Regions from separate parts of the Danio rerio genome. Here regions 2 and 3 are each linked to region 1. The links are chromatin contacts, called in public Hi-C maps. All regions are on one chromosome and are shown on one strand. The core of a region is the stretch at or near the end of the contact, and the rest is flanking DNA. Distances in the headings are between cores, read along the strand shown.

The links. Hi-C and Micro-C count contacts between places; a contact is called where the count stands out from the background.
Region 2: a Hi-C map of embryo shows a contact between it and region 1, with 3 times the contacts expected there. The contact joins two enhancer-like sites. A contact is called at or near these places in 5 of 18 Hi-C or Micro-C datasets (caudal fin, embryo and an unstated tissue) and 1 of 4 datasets of contacts at active chromatin or transcription factors (caudal fin).
Region 3: a contact with region 1 is called in a Hi-C map of hematopoietic stem cells, with 4 times the contacts expected there. The contact joins two enhancer-like sites. A contact is called at or near these places in 9 of 18 Hi-C or Micro-C datasets (caudal fin, embryo, fibroblasts and 3 more) and 1 of 4 datasets of contacts at active chromatin or transcription factors (caudal fin).

Annotation. Positions count from the first base shown.
Region 1 is chr12:9,620,853-9,623,644 of GRCz12tu, reverse strand. The region is part of intron 1 of exoc6 (exocyst complex component 6); the gene reads left to right. Among named protein-coding and RNA genes, the nearest start is that of exoc6, 21 kb to the left of the region's middle. Within about 2 kb of position 1,459, at least 19 of the 62 cell types and tissues checked have an H3K27ac peak or open chromatin away from gene starts, as enhancers often do.
Region 2 is chr12:9,419,756-9,422,547 of GRCz12tu, reverse strand. It overlaps reep3b (receptor accessory protein 3b), which reads right to left. Exons shown (of 8, transcript NM_200161.1): 6 at 1,463-1,598. Among named protein-coding and RNA genes, the nearest start is that of reep3b, 46 kb to the right of the region's middle. Within about 2 kb of position 1,432, at least 10 of the 62 cell types and tissues checked have an H3K27ac peak or open chromatin away from gene starts, as enhancers often do.
Region 3 is chr12:9,445,882-9,448,673 of GRCz12tu, reverse strand. No RefSeq gene overlaps it. Among named protein-coding and RNA genes, the nearest start is that of cyp26a1, 66 kb to the left of the region's middle. Within about 2 kb of position 1,428, at least 17 of the 62 cell types and tissues checked have an H3K27ac peak or open chromatin away from gene starts, as enhancers often do.

The DNA of each region.
Region 1 (2,792 bases), core at 210-2,709:
GATAAAATGAATCATTAATTTTTTAAGTTATAAACTACATTTTAATGCCTGAATGCTTTAAAACTCTCAGACAGTAACAGGCCTAAAAAAAAAAAAAACACTTACAAAATGAGACTCAATATTGCGTATACTCGCGATCTGACTATTGCGATTGATCACATTGCGATATCGATGCTAAAACGATATATATTGTATAGCCCTAAATTGTATTGATCTTCACTTAGGGTTATTAATACGTTTTTAGTTGAGATTGAGTTATTTATTACAAGGGTAACTAACTAGAAGTGGTTGCAGTTAGCTTAAAACATGTCAAATATTGTGATTTAACATGTTTAATAATATTTAAATGTAATTTCTGTTGTCTTTTACTTGCCCTTATGCCATTTCATTCATTTTCTTTCGACTTAGTCCTTTTATTCATCAGGAATCAACACAGCAGAATGTACTGCCAACTTGTCCAGCATATGTTTTACACAGCGGATGCCCTTTTAGCTGCAACCCATTACTGGGAAACACCCATACACTCTCACATTCACACACTTAAATTTAGTTTATTCAGTTCACCTCAAGCTCATGTCTTTGGACTGTGGGGGAAAGCGGAGCAACCAGAGAAAACCCACACCAACACAGGGAGAACATGCAAACTTCCAAATGCCAACTGGCCCAGCCAGGACTCAAACCAGTAACCTTCTTGTTGTGAAGTGACAGTGCTAATCACTAAGCCACCATTTCAAAAGGATTATATTTTTAAAAATATTGGTAGCAGTTTTCGTTTCATTAAAATGTATGAAAAAATTACATCATTGCATCCTTTATTTTCCAAAACCATAATAGTCATAACTAGGCCCACACGGAATCTGCGCATGCAGATTTCCGCAGATTTTCCGCAAAATTCCACAGATTTCTGCAGATTTTTAGCCCATCATTAATTCTGTTTATTCACTTGAGTAAATATGTAAATCTCAGTTTATTCATTTTTTTTCCAGTAATTTATTACTTTTTATTTCATATATTAAGGTTTTAGTTATGATACTCCGCTGGATGGATACTCCCAAAATAATTCCACTGAAATCTGCAGATTTTTACCAAAATTCTCCGCAGAAATAGCAAAAAACGTCCGCAGATTCCGTCTGGCCCTGGTCATGACCCTTGGATTCTTTAAAATGCAGATTGAGATCTCCTCATCTTTAGAAACCCTCAAGTGCTTCACTCTTTCAGAATTCATCATCAGTACCTAATGTACAAAGAGGTTTTTTTTTGAGCATCCTGCCATGCATTATTTTATAAGAAAAACAGTCACTTGGGTTTGCTCTTGTAAAGAGTCAGCTGGTGCGGTTCCCTTCACGCTTCCCCTCTGTGTCAGGAAGCGAGTGAAGGCCCTGAATCATCTCAGGCTGTTCTGATGGAGGGATATGATGGCTCTTTTGGCCATCTGGAGCAGTGTGGAGGGACACACTGACTGCAACAGAGACCCATCTGTTCGCTTCACCCTGCCAGCTCTCACCGCCCTGCACACACACCGATAACATAACTACAGATACACACATGCTCTTAGATTGATAGAGTAGAGTAGAGAGTGGTGTGTGTGTGTGTGTGTGTGTGTGTGTGTGTGTGTGTGTGTGTGTGTGTTTACTGAAGTGGGAACACAAAGTATGTGCATTGATGCCAAGTATGTTTCTACTCTGTAAAATAAGCATTTTCACGTTTTCTGAAGTGGTGCTTGTCTTTTTAAAATTTAAAGGGAAAGTTCATCCAAAAATGAAAATTTACCCACCTCAAGTTATTCCAAACCTGAGTTTCTTCATTCTGTTGAACATAGGAATGGGTGATAACGTAATCTCACGACATTTCGTAACTTTTTAATTTAGTGGCTAATTCGTTTGAATTCATACGATCTAATTTGTACAATTTAGTACGATTTGCTCATTACCCAGTGACAGTTGGGGTTAGGGGTGGGGTTAGATGCCACGCCTCCTTTTTTAAAATCGTACTGAACTCGAAATTCACTTCGAATTCGACTACAAATTAGCCACTAAACTGACAAAACGTAAGTACTTACGTTTCCTCGTGAGATCAGGCTGGTAATATAGATAAAATATCATATCACAATTTTTTCCAGGACCATAATGATTCACAATTTTATCACAATTGTTTCTGGTGTTGGTTTACTATTCTGCAACACAGTCAAACTAAATAAAATAAAAAGTAAAAACAAAACACTGGACACAACAAATTGGGCGAAGATAAAAAAAATCTTAGTCTTGTGTATTATTTTCCTTAATATATTTAGTGATGTTTTTCTTCCTTTCTCCCCATCAACTAGGCGTACAACAACAATGCAGCCTACACGGCACATATCCACACCCTTCTTATATGTGTATATTCACACACTCTAAAAAACTTAGAGTTATTTATTTAACCCAATGATTGAGTTAAGCATATTTGGTGCTTTGTTGGGTTACTTTTAATCTTTATTAGGTCATTTCTTAATAACTCAACCAGTTGGGTTAAATATTTGGTGCTTTGTTGGGTTATTTTTAACCTTTAGGTTTCTAAATAACTCAACCAGTCAACTGATTTAACTGACACAGAACAGCTGTATTAATATGCGTGTGTAATGTTCTTTTTGCGTTGTAAAGTTTATTTAAGCTCTAATGCAAACGCAATAATAATATTGTTGTTGTTTTTTTTTAATCAAATGACCTCTCCGTGTTTTTTATATCCATTTCACCAGCACTCTTAATTATCGATGATACAAACGCGTACTTCATAGCCGATCTTTATGAAATGGA
Region 2 (2,792 bases), core at 183-2,682, 200 kb after region 1:
TATGAAGCATTGTCATGATTAAATATTTGTGTGATTGCCTCTAAATCTCGCTTGAATTTGTTTGGAATCATTAGACGTGGAGTTACAACATGTTAAAAGTAGTGAATGATGGATTTTTTTTTTTTTATGTCAGATGATAACATTTTATAAAGTAAATAACATGCATAACAATGAAATAAAGCATGATGCAAAAACGTTTTTAAACATAAACACATGGGAAGTAAACAAATATATTAGTGCTGGGCTAAGATTAATCGTGAGGAATCACATCCAAAATAAAAGTTGTTTTTTTTAATAATATACTTTTGCGTATTGTGTATATTGATTATTTATATATATATATATATATATATATATATATATATATATATATATATATATATATATACACACACAGTCATGTATACATTTGAGAACATGTTTATTTATATTTATATATAGGTTTGTTTCTATGTAAATTCTATGAAATTCCAAAAATCTGTAGTCGTTCAGCCCCTAATACAGATATCCATACATATCTATCTATCCATCCATCCATCCATCCATCCATATATATATATATATATATATATATATATATATATAATGTAGCCATTTAAATGCAACAAAATTTCTGAGATCATGAAGAAGAGGAAAAAACTGTATACACAATTATTATGACATGAATGTCACAGCACAGCCAAAGAGCATAGAATCACCAAGAGGCGACATTCTAGTGCAATTTGGGAAACAGCCACTAGATTTTGGAAAGAAAACTCCAATAGAACAACAGCATATTATAAGTCTGTAAAATAAACTATTAAAAGTGCTGATGATTGTCATAGTAAGTGTTGTATTGTCGTCTTTCAGGTTGTATCTCAGCTTTCGCGACAGCAATAAGATCCAATGGACAGCCAACTGCTTTCACTCCAAAATGGCAGAATCTGGCACTGTTGCTGGGCGCTGCTGTTGCAATGAAACGTTCTATTGAGTGTCGCCTCTTGGTCATTCTAAGCTCTTTGGCACAGCATAGTTGGATAAAGGGACTGTTTACATCCAAATCTGCATTCTCACCACTGTCAAAATAAAAGCCCTGGTCATTATTTGGGTCAACCACTAATTAAACGCCACAGTGTTTTGTCATCTTGTTGCGTGTTTCTGTCACTTGCATTGTTTTATTTTATTTTTCAAATGTTTAAGTTGTTTTCTTTTAGTTATTTTTCTTGTATTTTTATTAACTTTTTTTTGTTTTTAGCTCGCAAATATGATTTCAACCTCAAAACTTTCATTTTTTTTTCTCCAATTAAGTATAATAACCCTGTCTGGAACAGCAGCTTCATAAAAAAAATGCCGTCTGTCAAGTTAGTGAATGAATAGGGAGAGCGAGGCATCTGCCTTCTGTTGTGGACACAGCTGAGAAACAACAGAGCGAAAGGAAACAAAGGATGGTGTGTTAATAATTAATCTGAGAGGTAACACTTACCAGCTCCATCGGGCTGGTCCATGATGGCTCTTCTGGCTGGGTTGGAGGCGTATGACGAATAGCCGTCGTCTTGTGGGATCTGGGTAAGGTCGTGCATGCTGAAGCTCCTTAGCTTCTCTGTGATGGCACCTTGACCCTGTAGAAACAAAACAGCCCTCGGTTACGATAAACATGTCAGAGCTGACAACACACAGACTGCATGAACATCCATGATGATACCATCACCACATGCATGCATGGATGAATAGGTGCTGAAAAGATTTGGCTCTGTTCCAAGTGACCTGTTACCTAGTAAACGACCCTGTCGAACCACCTCTGAAACAAATCAATCTCGTCGTGGGACTTTTTTAATTGCAGTAGGATTGGAATTAGCATCTCAGCAGTTCATTTTTAAATCAAACTTTAATGATTGGGTACAGAAACAAGGTGCTAATTTAGCTATGGTATTTGTATCACTTGTGTATGTATTCGAACTGAATAAGAATGCAGATTGGGGTGCTATTTAAATGTATAATGTGAATTGATATCAAAGGCACAGGAAGTAGGGGGTTGGGATTGTTTCTCTATATGAAAAATATCAATAGTTTACATCTTAATTTACTAAGCCAAAAACAATATAACTGTAGTTGGCGGTTTGTTGCACTGTGGCAAGTCCTGATGGATCAGGGACTAAGCCGAAGGAAAATAAATGAATAATATAACTGTAATTATTGTTAAACCTTGTAACTGTAGATATTTTTCTGTCTTCTAACTATAGAAATGATGTATGAGCAGCTCCCAAATGTGCTTTGAATTGTTTTTGCGCACAGTACTTTAATATATATGTAAACCAATAGTCAGCATTGGAAGCGAATCAAAATTGTTTTTCAAAATTGTCCAAGGACAAGGATGATTGTTCAATAGTTTTAGGAAAACTTTCATGAAAGGTGATGATCCAATTCAAATATTGACTATTGTACAAATTAGGGATGTTAGTAAGTAAATAATGTATATGTATATAGTGCATTTATCGTGTATGGCCATACACCCAAAGCACTTCACAACCATGGGGGGGGGTCTCTCCACACCACCACCAGTGTGCAGCATTGACTTGGATGATGCAACGGTAGCCACAGGACAACGGCGCCAGTGCGCTCAAGACACACTCAATACTTATTTTTCCTGCTGTATCTCAATAGAAATCCTTGCTATTGTTCACATAAATTGAGCCACATTCCTTCCACAAAGTAAAAGTGTGCTCTATTTATTGCTACACTATTAAAACGGCTGGTTTTCTTCTGTTAAATTGACCACAATATAGGCAGCTAAAATTAGTTGGTTTATTTAAAGG
Region 3 (2,792 bases), core at 179-2,678, 170 kb after region 1:
ATAATCAGTCATGAATATACAAAAAGCTGCCTTTGTTCCTGGACTATAATGATTATTTTGATTATTATTAATTAATGTTTTGTATGGTGACATTTTTATGGCAGTTAATCTCGACTAAAATGTGGAAAATTTACAATTACATTGTAAAATTGATCAGTGAGCTTTACTTAAAAAAGTAAAGCTAACTTTCGAGTCCTGGCTGGGTCTGCTGGCGTTTGCATGTTTTCCTCTAGTTCACGTGGGCTTCCTCCGGGTTCTCCGGTTTCCCCCACAAGTCCAAAGATTTAAAAAAATGTAGAAAGCACCCTCGGGATGATTTTGCATCTAAAAAGCGCAACAAAATGTACTCCAAGCAATGTATTTTACATTTCCAAATATGTAAAGGGCGCCCTCTAGTGGATTTTTTCATCTCAAAATTACAACAAAACATCCTATGAGCAACGTATTTGCCCCTATAGGTGAATTGAATAAATTGAATTGACCATAACCATATGAAACCATTTTTACAGTCTATGTACCTGAAACATAAAATTAATAATAATAATAATAATAACTCCTTACATTTATATAGCGCTTTTCTCGGCACTCAAAGCGCTTTACACAGTGGTGGGGAATCTCCTCATCCACCACCAGTGTGCAGCATCCACCTAGATGACGCGACGGCAGCCATTTTGCGCCAGACAGCACACCACACACCAGCTGATTGGTGAAGAGGAGACAGAGTGATGAAGCCAATTGAATATGGGGATGTTTAGGAGGCCATGATGTACAGAGGCCAGTGGGCAGATTTGGCCAGGATGCCAGGGTTAAACCCCTACTCTTTTCGAAGGACATCCTTGGATTTTTAACGACCACAGAGAGTCTGGACCTCGGTTTAACGTCTCATCCGAAAGACGGCGCTCACTGAGCAGTATAGCGTCCCTGTCACTATACTGGGGCATTAGGACCCACACAGACCGCAGGTTGGGCACCCCCTGCTGGCCTCACTAACACCACTTCAGGCAGCAACCTAGCTTTCCCATGTGGTCTCCCATCCAGGTACTGACCGGGCGCAGCCCTGCTTAGCTTCAGTGGGCGACCATGTGAGAGTTGCAGAGAGCTAGCTGCTGGCAAATTAGCACCAATAGGCTCTAAACATGGACTATTATTGCACCAGAAAAACAATTTGTAGGAACATCTGACCTCCCAACACCATCCTGCCTATTTGCAGCACTGACATATTCACTCCAAACAAATAAGAAGTGTGAAAACCAGTGGCTGACAATAACAGTAAATCTGATGATGCGCGGAGATCTAATGGAGGCTCCGAAGCGAGGGAATGGGCAAATAGAAGGACAGATCGTGCCATCTGCACCTCTCCACGGCACAACACACTCTGTCTACAGCAGCAACAGGAAATCTCTGCAAAGTTCAGCCATGGGTCAGAGCAGACATCGCTCCTCCCCTCCACACACACACACACACACATATCCACCTGAGCGGCCTTTGAGGGGTCATGAGGATTAGCGATGGGGCGGGGGCTGGGGAAAGGGGGACACAACTACCATATAATTCAAACAATTAAGGAAACATTTAGTTAATGGTGCAATGCGTGGTAAGTGTGCGACTGACCTCTTCCTGAACCCGTTTATGAACTTCTGTTTTGGTGTGTGTGTGTGTATGAGCGCCGCACGAGTTCAAACACCCGCAGAGAGCAGATAGCTGTAAACTTTTGCCACATATTGTTTGTCTTATGCAACCGCATGGCATAAGTCTTCCGCTTGATGGGCGGTAAACTAAACTGTCTTTCTTGCTGATATGCCAGCAAATTCTGCAGGCGATCACTAATGTCTCTCCATAAGTGATATTAGCATGCAACTGCAGTTCCCATGCAGATAATATCTAGCTGGGCACAATGAGGTTATGATTGTGACTAAATGCACAGCCTTAAATCATAAAGACCTTAGTTTTAAACCACAGAGAAGAAAGTACATTTGGTTTTACTTTTAAACAGACTATTTATTACAGAGTCTAGTTGTATTTGTGTCAACTTAATGTTTGTTTTTGATCAATTGCATGGGCTTTGCTGTTAAATAAAAAATGTATAGTAGATGAAATTTATATTAAATGCAATTACTTTAGGGAATTTGACCTACAAAAATAGGACTTAAGTTCAATGTTTTTGAAATGTAGTTACGTACTTAAGCATTGATGATAAACTAAAACACACTTCAATGTCCCCAGCGGGCACATAACGTAATAAGATTTATATATATATATCTATACTTATATATATATATATATATATATATATATATATATATATATATATATATATATACAAACATACATACATACATACATGTATGTATGTATGTATGTATATATATATATATATATATATATATATATATATATATATATATATATATATATATATATATATATATATATACATATATATATACATATATATATATATATATATATATATATATACACATTATATATATATATATATATATATATATATATATATATATATATATATATATATATATATATATATATATATATATATATATATATATATATAGCCAGCATCTAAGGACAAGGTCGTCAAATGGTGTTATTATTTGGTTAATTTTAGGTTGTGTTGGAAAGTGACCAAAATCTAACATCAAGCCAACATCTTAAACCAACGTCATATTGACGTCAAATACTGACGTTTATTCGTCAGGTATGGCAACCAAAATCCAATGTCTGTTAGACGTCATAGTGGTAACGTCCACACAATGTAAATCTGTAACATC